2 separate regions of the Sus scrofa genome follow, and region 2 is linked to region 1. The links are chromatin contacts, called in public HiChIP or PLAC-seq maps. All regions are on one chromosome and are shown on one strand. Each heading gives the region's core, a stretch centred on a gene start, on an enhancer-like site or on the middle of the called end of the contact. The rest is flanking DNA. Distances are from core to core; before and after follow the strand shown. Region 1 holds the start of GLRX (glutaredoxin). Region 2 holds the start of ERAP1 (endoplasmic reticulum aminopeptidase 1).

Region 1 (5,777 bases), core at 953-3,452:
TCCCAGAGGTTGAACCCACATCCTCAAGAATACGAGTCATTTCTGTTTGGCCACGACAGGAACTCCTCTGAATTCGTCACTGAGCTAAAGCCACAGCATTTCTGAGCAATAGAGAAGTCTCCCCTTCTTTGCTATCTGTGTTCCATGACTCATAAAAAAGCCTTGAAATCTGCAGTTGTGTCCTGTGGCCATCTGTCCTAAGGCTCCAGACACCAGTCCCCGGGGCCTGAGCTGTAGGCCAGACAATAGCGCCCCCTTCTGCAGCCAAGTCTCTGCCTAGGTACCCAAACCCCTCAGGAGATCCAACGCAAACAGGTGCTTTGGGAGGTCCACTCCACCAGTTTAACAACAACTCCACACCCATAAATCTGAGTGAGTCTCAGTCAGGACACTTGGCTACAAGGTGACTTAGCAATGTGGAGGTCTGAGTGATGCTGGCCAGAGGAATTTCAGCAGATAAGGAAGTCAGATTGCATTGAGGCAGGGACAGGCAGCAGAGGTGAGTCAGTACAGATGGCAAACAAAGCAGCAAGTTCCATGAGATTGGCTGGTAGGGAAGGACAGAGGCAAGGAAGCAGGATCAAAAGCGATGGAAGGTGGGGGTGGTGTTTGTAACAAGGGACAGATGTGACCAGAGTCACATGCCGAAGACAAAGAGCCAGCGGAGAGGGAGAGGCTAACCCCAGACACTGAGAAGAAAGCCGTTCTGAGGGGATCGCCAGGCACAAGGTGGGCTGAGGAACCTTGGGCCAGTGAGCCAAGGGTGGCCCTGAAGAGAGCCTGGGCTGCAGGAGTCTGAGCTAAAGGAAAGAGACAAAGAGAGGTGACAAGGACTCTGCCAGGAGCTTATTCAGGAAAGCTGAGGGCTGAGAAGTCCCAAGCCCTGAGGAGGCCCAGTCACCTCAGGCCTTCCCCCGCAACATGTTCCATTTGCTGACAGAGATCTTAACTATCAGTCCTTCTTTGTGTCTTAGCATCTGGGTTTCTTGCTTTGCCATTTAGCTTTAGTAATAATTAGAGCTGCTTCTGGGAATCAACTTTCTTCCCTTCTCTGGATGACATTAGGCTCCGGCTTCTGAAGGGACCATCAGTGAAGGTGGGCAGCTCTGGCGGGGGTCCTGATTTCAGTGTAAAACTTCCTGGGGAAAAGGAGAGTTCATTTTTAAAGGAGGTAGTATTCCCTGATTTCTTTATTTAACACCCTGCACGCAGAGGGGTCATAGTCAGTCCTGGAACAACAGACCTCACTCACCACCCCCTGAGCATGTGGGCACCAGGGAAAGAGCAGGTAAATGTGATGAATGTGATAAGTGAGTTATTACACCACGTCCTCGACTCAACAACAGTGAAAACAAAGGGTCATAAACAAAGGATCAAAGAGAGAAAAGGCCCCACATGGAATTGGCACTTTGAAATTAGGGTTTGTGTTAGAATTTGCTGCCTTGCGAAACTGCTGTCAAGGGTCACAAACTCAAACGCTAAGGAATGAGTGGCAGGTGTCCAGAAGGTAGGAGCCAGCACTCCCCAACCCCCATGCCTGTGGGCAGACCTGAGCATCTCAGCCCCAGCTACTGCCACACATGAGGGTGAACTGACTTTTCATAGAGGTGCCAAGTCTAGGTTCTTCTGTGAAATCCCCAGATGTTTAAATGTTGGAAATTCCATTAAACAGTCACAACAGCAAACAGTGCTAGCCAAGCAAGACAGGACGCAAAGCCACCATTTCAATTTCACTTCCTCTAAAGATATTTTGGCGCGTTCGTTCTGTTTCTTGAATGATTCTGTTTGCATGTGTCTTTAGGAACCGTGACTCTGAGAGAGACAACAAAGATTTAACTCTAAGAAGACCCTGCCTGCTCAGCCCACCCCCTCTGGGACTGGTCTGTACACTTAATGCTTCCTCAGAGAGTAAGGTGACTCTGCTCTTTTTCCAAGGATGGGCATTCCTAAAAGAGCTGAGGTCAGTGATGCCCTGGGCACAGCCGCTGATGATGACATGCAAGCATGCAAGCGCGCCTTCCTCCAGAGGTCTAGCTGGTGAATCACTCCAACTGAAATGACTTCGGGGCTGGCCCTTTAAAAGTTGAGCACGCTACCAGGCAAACTCCTCCTCCAGGGAGGTTCCTTTAAATGAAAGCCCGCTGGCTGGGGCCTCCGTTTTACACCCGAGCAATACCTTCTGTTGAGGTTTCCTCCGGGGAGGCAGCCGCCTGTCAGCATGGCTCAAGCATTTGTGAACAGCAAAATCCAGCCTGGGAAGGTGGTAGTTTTCATCAAGCCCACCTGCCCCTTCTGCAGAAAGACACAGGAGCTCCTCAGCCAATTGCCCTTCAAAGAAGGGCTTCTGGAATTTGTCGATATTACAGCCACCAGTGACACCAACGAGATTCAAGATTATCTGCAACAGCTCACAGGAGCCAGAACGGTGAGCCGGGGGTTTCATTCGGAAGGTTGGATAAAAGGCTCCCGGATTCCTTTTTCTTGCCTGGGGTGTGAACAGGGGATGCCTTTGCCTTCCTCTAGGACACCGCTAGGGCTCCGTCACTCCAGGCAGCGGGAGGGCTGTGTGGGGAGGGGGAGGGTGCCGGAGAGAAGACACTGCTTCCTTGAAAGGGTGGCTGGACTTCAGCCAAAGGTGCTCTCGGATCAGAGGACAGAGCACAGCTGACCGTGCTGTGCGTCAGGGTCATGGGCCCAGCAGCTGTCCTGGAGTCACTGAGGAGCTATCTGGAGTCTTTGTCTTAAGCACTGCCGAGAAGTGACAGTTTGAGGGCTGAAGTGGGAGGAGGGGTGGAGGAGCCAAGTGTGAGCTGTACATTTCTGTTGTTGAGTTAGAACCGCCGGCACTTTTTCCTCTGGGTTCACATGGCCAAGGAGGATTTGCTGCCCTTCAGTCTTACCTCCAGGATCTCTTTAAACTTAACCTAATTTGCTCATTTTTCCATATCCTATCTAACTCCTCCCAGGGAAGAACCTCATTCTAAATGACGGGATATTTCCAGACCTGTCAAGAGTAGGGAGGGAGGCCAGAGTCCGGATGGCTCTCACAATGGCTTGCTGGTTGATCCTGGCAAGTCACCTCCTCTGTGACTGCCAGCGACCTCCTGGCTGCAGCGCCACGCTGGAGTAGGCCACCTCTACTTCCTGTTTGCTGTGGACAGACAGTGAGACCCTAGGAGCCGCTCCCTTTCTGAAAAGGCTTCCTCTTCCTCAGCCAGCCAGCCAGGTCACCAGTAGCAGTTCAGGTGCTGGGGACGGGGGTTGGTGAGGGATGTCCCACCAGCTCAGCCAAGCTCCCTTTCAGGGTGCACATTCTACCACATGGTGTGCACAGAAGCATGTATCCTAGCTCAGGTTTAGTTTGACTTGCAGGGTTTTCTCTGGGTTCTTAGGGTAAAGAAGGGGAGGCTGTTTCTCTCCTACCTCTCTAGTCAGAAGTCAGCTTTCTGGTGCAGAGAGGGAGGGAGGCCATACATGTTACCCTATTGTTTCCAGGGCCCTGGCTGGGGTCTGAGGACCCTGGTCTCTGGAAGGCCCTGGAACAGGACACCATGGCCAGAAAGCCTCTTGCTGCTTGGCTGGACCACCAGCTGTGTAGGTTGCCCCGGTCCTGAGGGGGAAAGGGCAGGGCAAGTACTGCCATGGCCCAGCTCTGATGGTCTCTCGGCCAGTGGTTCCTAAATTTTGCTGCACATTAGAATCACCTGAGGGGCTTTAAAAATTTTTTTTAATTTACTTTGCTTTTTTAGGTCTGCACCCAAGGTATATGGAGGTTCCCAGTCTAGGGGTCAAATCAGCTACAGCTGCCAGCCTATGCCCCAGCCCCAGCCACTCCAGATCTAAGCTGCGACTATGACTTACACCACAGCTCACCAGATCCTTAACCCACTGAGCGAGGCCAGGGATTCAACCAGAAACCTCATGGTTCCTAGTCAGATTCATTTCCTCTGTGCCATGACGGGAACTCCTGAGGAGCCTTTTTTTAATGCTCAAGTTATACCCCAAGCCAATTAAATCATAATACGGGAGGTAGCATCCAGGCTTCATTCAGTATTTTTTTTTTTTTTTTTTGTCTTTTGTCTCTCTTTTTTTTGTTGTTGTTGTTGTTGCTATTTCTTGGGCCGCTCCCCCGGCATATGGAGGTTCCCAGGCTAGGGGTTGAATCGGAGCTGTAGCCACTGGCCTACGCCAGAGCCACAGCAATGCGGGATCCGAGCCGCGTCTGCAACCTACACCACAGCTCACGGCAACGCCGGACGGGAACTCCCATTCAGCATTTTAAAGATTCCCTAGGTCATGGATATAAACACTAAGTTAGAAGACAACTAAGTTCTAGGGTGCAATGTCCAGCATGGTGGCTCTGAGTGGTGATAGTGTATTGCATGTTTGCAGTTTGTTACCAGATTAGATCCTAAGTGTTCTCACCACGCACACATACAGATGGTAGCTGTTAGGTGATGGGTGTGTTAATTAACTGGATGGCGGTAATCATTTCAGAATAATGTATGTGGACATCAAACTAAGACAGTATACACCTTAAATATACAAATTTACCTGTCAATTATACCTCAGTAAATCTGGAAGTGAAAATAGTTTAATTTCCTATCAAAACAAAAATCCCTAGGTAATTTGCAACAAAGTTTCAAAGCTATGTCTTTCAGCCCAGCAGTATCAAATTCTCTAGGAGGAAAAATTAAGCAATCCCCTTAATATATTCAACAATTTTTTTTTTTCGTTTTTCTTTCTTTTTTTTTTTTTTTGGCTTTTTAGGGCCACACCCACGGCATATGTAAGTTCCCAGGCTAGGGGTCGAATCAGAGTTACAGCTGCCAGCAACCTATACCACAGCTCACGACAATGCCAGATCCTTAACCCACTAGGCAAGGCCAGGGATCAAACCCACAACCTCATGGTTATTAGTCGGATTCGTTTCCACTGTGCCACAATGGGAACTCCTTTTTATTTCTTTATAAAGCAACACTTTGTTTTAGCGATCCTTTAAGGGTTTTTTTTGTTTTGTTTAGGGCCACAGGAGCAGTATATGAAAGTTCTCAAGCTAGGAGGAGAATCAATGTGCACTGCTGGCCTACACCACAGCTCATGGCAATGCCAGATCCTTAATCCACTAAGCAGGGCCAGGGATCAAGCCCACATCCTCATAGATAATAGGTTTGTTTCTGCTGGGCCACAGCGGGAACTCTAAGTTTGTTTTTGAATTTTTCAAAATATTTTTCACAGGTTCTTGAGTCCTGAATGCATTCTTTTTTATTTTTTTCCTTTTTGCCTCCTAGGGCCACACATGTGACATATGGAAGTTCCTGGGCTACAGGTCAAATCAGAGCTGTGCTGCTGGCCTACTCCACAGCCACAGCAACTTAGGATCCGAGCCTCGTCTGCGACCTACACCACACAGCTCATGGCAATGCCAGATATTAACCCACTGAGCAAGGCCAGGGATCGAATCCACATCCTCATGGATACTAGTCAGAGGCATAATGGGAACTCCCAGAACGCATTCTTCCAAGGAGAAGATCAAATACTTTAAAGTCTCATACCTCATGATCCCCAACAAGGAAAGGTTTCTATTCCAAGACACTGAACCATTAGGAGCGGTTGCTTATCCTGTAATGACAGTTGCACTGTACAAGCAGTAAGAGCTTACAGGGCTGGATTGATTACAGACAGTAGGACTTCAATCAGGCCCTGTGCTTAGGGAAACTTGCTTTGGTTTCACTATAGCCATAGCTCCTAGACAGGTGCCTTCACTTCCTTTCCTT
Region 2 (6,189 bases), core at 145-2,644, 980 kb before region 1:
TCCTGTAATAAAAATATGAAAACAAAGAAATGCGTGCGTTTACTGAACAGAAATCTCTCATCTGAGCAAAGCAGGATCACTCACTGACACCCAGAGGCCTTGGAGGTTATAGCGAGCCACTGACAGCCCTGCTGCAGTTCAAACGTGCAAATTACCTGATCCCAAACTGGCTCCTTGTAGAAGTGTAGACATTTCCCTTGATCCCACTCTGATTGGGCCTGGGGACAGGGTATTAAGTTTATATTACAGAATATCTTTGACTGGAGAGAATATGCAGAACAAAATATATTTTTTCAAAAGGAGGCATAAGATGGAAGACAGAAAAGCTGAGAAATACTATTCTAGCAACTTGGAACCCCCCCCCCCCCCGTTTTCCAAGGCAGGGCGGCAGAGAAGGAAATGAAAGGAGAAAGCTTGAGTAGAGTGAGAATAAGTCGCAGAGGGGCCAGCATTTGGTGAGTATAAATATTTGTGTTTTCTTGGCTTGTTACTGCATTTACCTTCAAATGTTTCAAGATGGGCTTTTGGCGACCTTTCATCCAGGTTCAGTGTTCTAAGAGGAGCATAGAAACGGTGACCTGATTTGAAAAAGCAGGGAGAACGTTTTCATGTGGGGAGCAGCAAACTTCTGGGTCATGGTGGAGCAGTTCGGACCAGCTACATCCCGCTTCCACCTATTTCGCACTCTTAGCCAAATCCTTCTACAACCCAAAGGCCAGCCCACTGAGACCCAGGGGATTCAGTGTTTGGCAGAAACAAAGAGTCCTTCCGGATTCTGTTTCTCTGAGGCGGGCCACGAGCTCTCAGAGCTCTCAGCCCATTTGTAGAGGCGAGATGATGGACATCCCTTGAGTCCAACGAGCTTCGAGCTATTTCTGGGTGGGGGCATCCAGTCAGTGGATGGCCCTCTAAACGCATTAGCCCCCTCCTAACCCACAAACCTCGGCCGAACCGAAGGCTAATCTATGAAAAAGCAACAATAACCGTCCAGAGACGGAGAAAATGATCTGCGTTCCGAAAGGGGAGCCCCTCTCCGCCAGGTCCCTCCTGTATCATAACCCTGCTGTTTCCCACACGCAAACAGCACTGTTTTGTGAATTCGCCTCTGGGGAACAATGGTGTCCACTCAGCCCCATACCCGGGTTTTCCCTTCCCCAGCTCCCACCTCGGCTAGGGGCCTCCCTGCGCCTGCCCCGGCTCGGCCCAGCACCCCGCACGCCGCCTGCAGCTCCGGTTCTACTTTCACTTTCGGTCCCTGTGCCGGCAAGGGCAGGGCAGGCTGCAGAGGAGCAAGGGCCAGCCAGCGTGGTCCGGAGCCCCAGGTACAGGGAGCCCCTCCCCAGTGCGCTCCGCTGGGAGGGGGCTACAGGGCTGGGCAAGGGCATGACCTGGGCATCCTCTCTGAGGGGGGAGGCCCCGGGGGCCTGGAGCAAGGGGAGGAGGAGGACCAGGAGGCTGCGTCTCGTGTGGCCTGGGGATCTGGGGATCGAGTCCACAGGGAGGGTGGCGTCCACAGGTAAGGTGGCGGGGTTGGCGCCAGCCCAGTACCGCTGCTGTCCTTGTCCCTCTTTTCTACTGGGAGATGGCCAGGAGCGCAGGGCCGGTGGTGGTCTTGCTCCACTCAGTCCCATGGCCAGGCGGCTGGCAGAAGCCTCCCTCTGCACTCGCTGGAGCCTGGGTTCCTGCCGGCGCCCGGTCCACCTGACACCTGAGTAGGGCCAAGTGGAGGGACCGGTGGACGGACGGTGGGGTTAGGCCAAGGAGGGTACCATGTGGCTAGTAGTCAGAGACTGGAACGCGGCTTTGGTTACTTCCAGGCGCAGGAGTGTTGTGGGAACCTCTGTGAGTGTCCTCAAGATCGTTTCTCTCCTTGCTTCTCCTGTACTTCTTGCCAGCAGTTTTCTGTCCTCACTTTGGCTCTGGCGCCGCCAGGGTTTATTCAGAGTTAAAACACTCCTGTTTGAGCAAATTAAAATTTCCGCTTTGGGTGCCTTTCTCACCAGTTGGACCTGCAAGTTAATTTCATAAGAAGGAGGAAGTGCAGACACTTCCTCACCCTTTTCATGGAGTTGTTTGTTTGTTTGTTTGTTTGAGGCCACATTCAGAAAGAATGCTTTGTTTTCTATTAAATGCACAGAATATTTGCTCTCAACTCAGGATGCGGTCAATAATTTCAAAAAATACTTCTAAAAATTGGCCAGCATTGTCTCTTTTTCCAAGACGTTGTAACTGTACTGTAGCACATTTTCAGGTGGGTCTAAATAGAAAAAAATTCCACTGTGTTAAATATCGAATTAATTCAACATCTGTATCATTTACCAGCAGTGACATGCTGTTATTAGGGCTTGTTAATTTCATTGTTCAGAGCATGTTGGAAGAAGGTCCTGTTGATGATGAATTTCACATCCCATAGTGTCCCAATAAAGGGAAGGTGACATAGCCCAGGATGAGTTGCCCCTGACTTCTTGTGTGAATGGGAAAAGTCACACTCACCAAAGGCAGTAAGGTTCCTAAAGTGTCTTGAACTCTTCCTGGCTATGAGGTAAGTTAAGTACTCCGTTACTGCCACATTTTCATCCACATTGATTGTGAAGAAGCTTTTAGTAAGATCAGATGACAAAGGAAGGTACTTTTTGAAACTTTAAAAGAGTGCAGTCAAGTACAGGAAATTCTTTTAAAACTCTTCTCTCTCTGTTCTCAATCTGTGTATATTTAACTGCCTTCTTGATGCTTCCCCTTGGATATCTCTTAGACATCACACATTCAATATATTTAAAACTAAACCTTGATTCCCTCTCCTCTCTTTTAAACCCATTCCACCTCTGGCCTTCCCATTTCAATAAAGGGCACCTATGACCACCCAGATGTTCATTTTAGAAACCTGGCAGCCATCCTGATAGTCCTGTCCTTTCACTCGCCACTTCTAATCCACCGTAAATATGGATGTTGAATATCTCCATCTCTCTGTGTCCCCAGCCCCCTGCCCTGATTTCTGTTGACATCACTCCAATACAAACCACCATCGTACTTACTCTGTCTAGACTACTTTCTAACTGGCCTTCCCTTCTTCTCAGTCCTCACACCCCACACAGCAACCAAGATGATTTTCTTAAGGCGTCAACCAGATCCTAAGGTCCCCGAGATCAAAATCCAGTGGCTTCTTATTGCCCCTAGGATAGAACCAAAATCCTTTGGATGCTTATAAGGCTGTGTGGTGGTCTGTCCCCAAAGATGCATCTTTCTGCCACATGTTGTGCTTCAGGTTCACTGGCCTTGTAAATAACTTGCACTCTCTCCTGACTCAGAGCTTGCAAAGATGTGTAGCATTCCCTCTGTCTGGAAACCTCTGTCTCTTTCTCTCCTTAGCTAACTTGCATTTGTCCTTGAAATCTCAGCTAAAAATCTCAGAAAGCCCCAGTGTGAGTCAGCCCTATTACTCTCTTTCAATATGTGCTGCTGTTTTCTTCATAGCTAATCATGATGGGTAACTATCTGTGTATATCTGTATTTGTGTAAATTAGTTAAAAATCACCCCACCCAACTATTATGCTTTTTGAGGTCAGGGATCTTGCTGCTTTGCATTGCCTTAGCAAAACCTTTGTACATGATAGGCCCTCAATAAATATCTTTGGAAAGAGTGATTGAAAATAGTTTAACTTATTTAATCTTAACTGCTGTCCTGTGAGACAGGTATCATCACATTTTACACAGGAAGAAAATGAAACTGGGATTAAGGAACCTGCCCAAGGTCACAGCCAGATTTTCTTTTCTGACTGTAAACCTAATAAATACATTATTAATTCAGTTATAATTATACATGGATGTATGTATAAATTCCAACATTTCTGCTGTCTACATCACATGTTGTATTTTGGTTTCCTGGCACTGCATCCTTCTGAGACACAACCATGTTCTCTTTGGCCTCTTCTTCTCCTGGACTCAACACTGCAAAGCCTTTGCTGTGAGGTACCACTGTCAAGCCCTTCAGCAGCTCATGAGCCTTGCTGTCAGCTCAGAACCAGTTAACGTTTTTGGATCTCCTCTTGGGCTATTGGAAAATCTTTGAGGACTCCCAGCGTCCTCACATGCCTGAACCTGTCACCTTCACTGTGCCCTCTAGCATCTTGGGGTGTGGTCCACACCCACTAAGCTACTGCCATCAGAAAGTCCAAGTGGAAGCATCGTACAAGTTCCCTTTATCTCTGGCCTTCCAACTTCAAGGCAAATTCATCATTCTGCCCCTACTCTTGGGCTCTGCCTGAGGAAGTGGTGGCAGGAAGTCTTTACTATCTTGGTGTTGAAACTTTATTCTTCTCCTCCACTTGCTCCTATCTCTGTGACTGGTAGCATCCTTTAGTTGGTTCTGAGACAAAAACAAAACATGAAACACAAAAAACCTGTTCTCCTTGTTCACTTTTCTGTTTCTTCTGGGTGATTCCTTTTGAACTGGGATTATGGTGTCTGCAAGTTTGACTGTCTCTATGGTGTTGGTATCTTTTCCTTTTAGCCAACAGATCTGTTCCTGGGAAAGCAGGAGGTAAGTACCGATAGCTGTGTGTTTGGGGAGGGAGCAGGAGGAAGTGAGGTGGGGGGATGGCACATCAGTTATTACCAAGAAGTAGTGGCTGCCACATAGGAATCAAGGGATAGGACCATGGTTTGGTGACAAGAATTGTCTAGTAGGTTCCTCAATCTGGCTCTTTAGTAGAATGTTTGGGAAGTTTAAAAAAAAATTCTGATGCCCTGACTTCATCATCATAGGTTCCAATTTAATTGTTCTACCTTGAGGTCCAGGCATCAGTCATTTTAAAAACTTCCTAGATGACATTAATATTCAGTCAAAGTTGAGAACAACTCACACAGAGGGAGAAGCCAGGATACCACTATCATTATGATAACCCAAAGCTCATGAACAGGGGACCCCTCCTGGCAAACAGCTATTATAGAGGGGATTTTGTCTAAGAGAGGAAAGGGTATGTTGGTTCCCCTGGCATGGATTGCCACCTCCCTTAAAATTTTCATTCCTTTTGTGTACCATGCCTTTAAAATACAGTGCAAATATGTTCTGCCCTGTGACTCATAGGTTCTTAAGCATCATCTTGGAGTCACTCCCCTCCTTGCCTTGTGAATAGTCATTCTCCATCAAGTTCTGCTGGGATTCCCTTCTGTCGACATCAATGGCCTGAACAGCCCTGTACTCACTCCTTTGGTATTGTAGCTCCTGCTCTGGCTTGCTCTACCTGCAGCGCTTTTGATGCCTTTCCTTCTAAATCCAACATATCCTTCCCAAGTGCCCTTTCAAGTGCCCTTAAATGATGCACTTATATGAAGGCATTTCAGCATCACTCTGTCCCTTTGGAAATACCATTCCATTTTCCCTTAGTCCTCTCTTTCATTATTACTCTTTTGCAAATATTTATTTTTTACCGAAGTATAGTTGATTTATAATGTTGTGTTAGTTTCAGGTGTACAGCTTTAGTGATACATATATATCTATACCTATACTTTTTCAGACTTTCGTCCCTTATAGGTTATTACAAAATACTGAGTGTGGTTCCCTGTGCTATACAGTAGGCTCTTGCTAGTTATCTACTTTGTATATAGGAGTGGGTATATGCTAATCCCAACCTCCTAATTTATCACTTCTCCCACTTTCCCCTTAAGTAACCATAAATTGTTTACTATGTGAATCTCTTTCTGTTTTGTAACTAAGTTCATTTGTATCTTTTTTTTGAAGATTCCACATATATGCAATATCATATGTTGTCTTTCTCTGTCTTACTTCTCTTAGGATGATCATCTCTAGATCCATCTATGTTGCTGCAAATAGCATTATTTCATTCTTTTTTATAGCTGAGTGATATTCCATTTTGTGTGTGTGTGTGTGTGTGTGTGTGTGTGTAGCGTCCTCTTGATCGATTCATCTGTAAGTAGACATTGAGATTGCTTCCATGTCTTGGCTACTGTAAATAGTGCTTCTCTGAACATTGGGGTGCATGTTATGGTTTTCTCCAGACAGATGCCCAGGAGTGAGATTGCTGGATCATATGGTAGTTGTATTTTTAGTTTTTAAGGAGCCTCTATACTGTTTTCTATACTGGTTGTATCATTTTACATTCCCACCTTTTTGCCACACCCTCTCCAGCATTTATTGTTTGTATACTTTTTGATAATGGCCATTCTGACTGG

Evidence for each region. HiChIP or PLAC-seq counts read pairs in DNA pulled down with a chosen protein or histone mark.
Region 2: a contact with region 1 is called in an H3K27ac HiChIP or PLAC-seq map of alveolar macrophages. The contact joins the promoter of ERAP1 here to the promoter of GLRX in region 1. A contact is called at or near these places in 1 of 5 promoter capture datasets (fetal liver) and 1 of 2 datasets of contacts at active chromatin or transcription factors (alveolar macrophages).

The regions. Positions count from the first base shown.
Region 1 is chr2:102,434,186-102,439,962 of Sscrofa11.1, reverse strand. GLRX (glutaredoxin) reads left to right here and starts at 2,202. Exons shown (of 3, transcript NM_214233.1): 1 at 2,202-2,425. The coding sequence starts at 2,219.
Region 2 is chr2:103,410,271-103,416,459 of Sscrofa11.1, reverse strand. ERAP1 (endoplasmic reticulum aminopeptidase 1) reads left to right here and starts at 1,394. Exons shown (of 21, transcript XM_021085396.1): 1 at 1,394-1,516.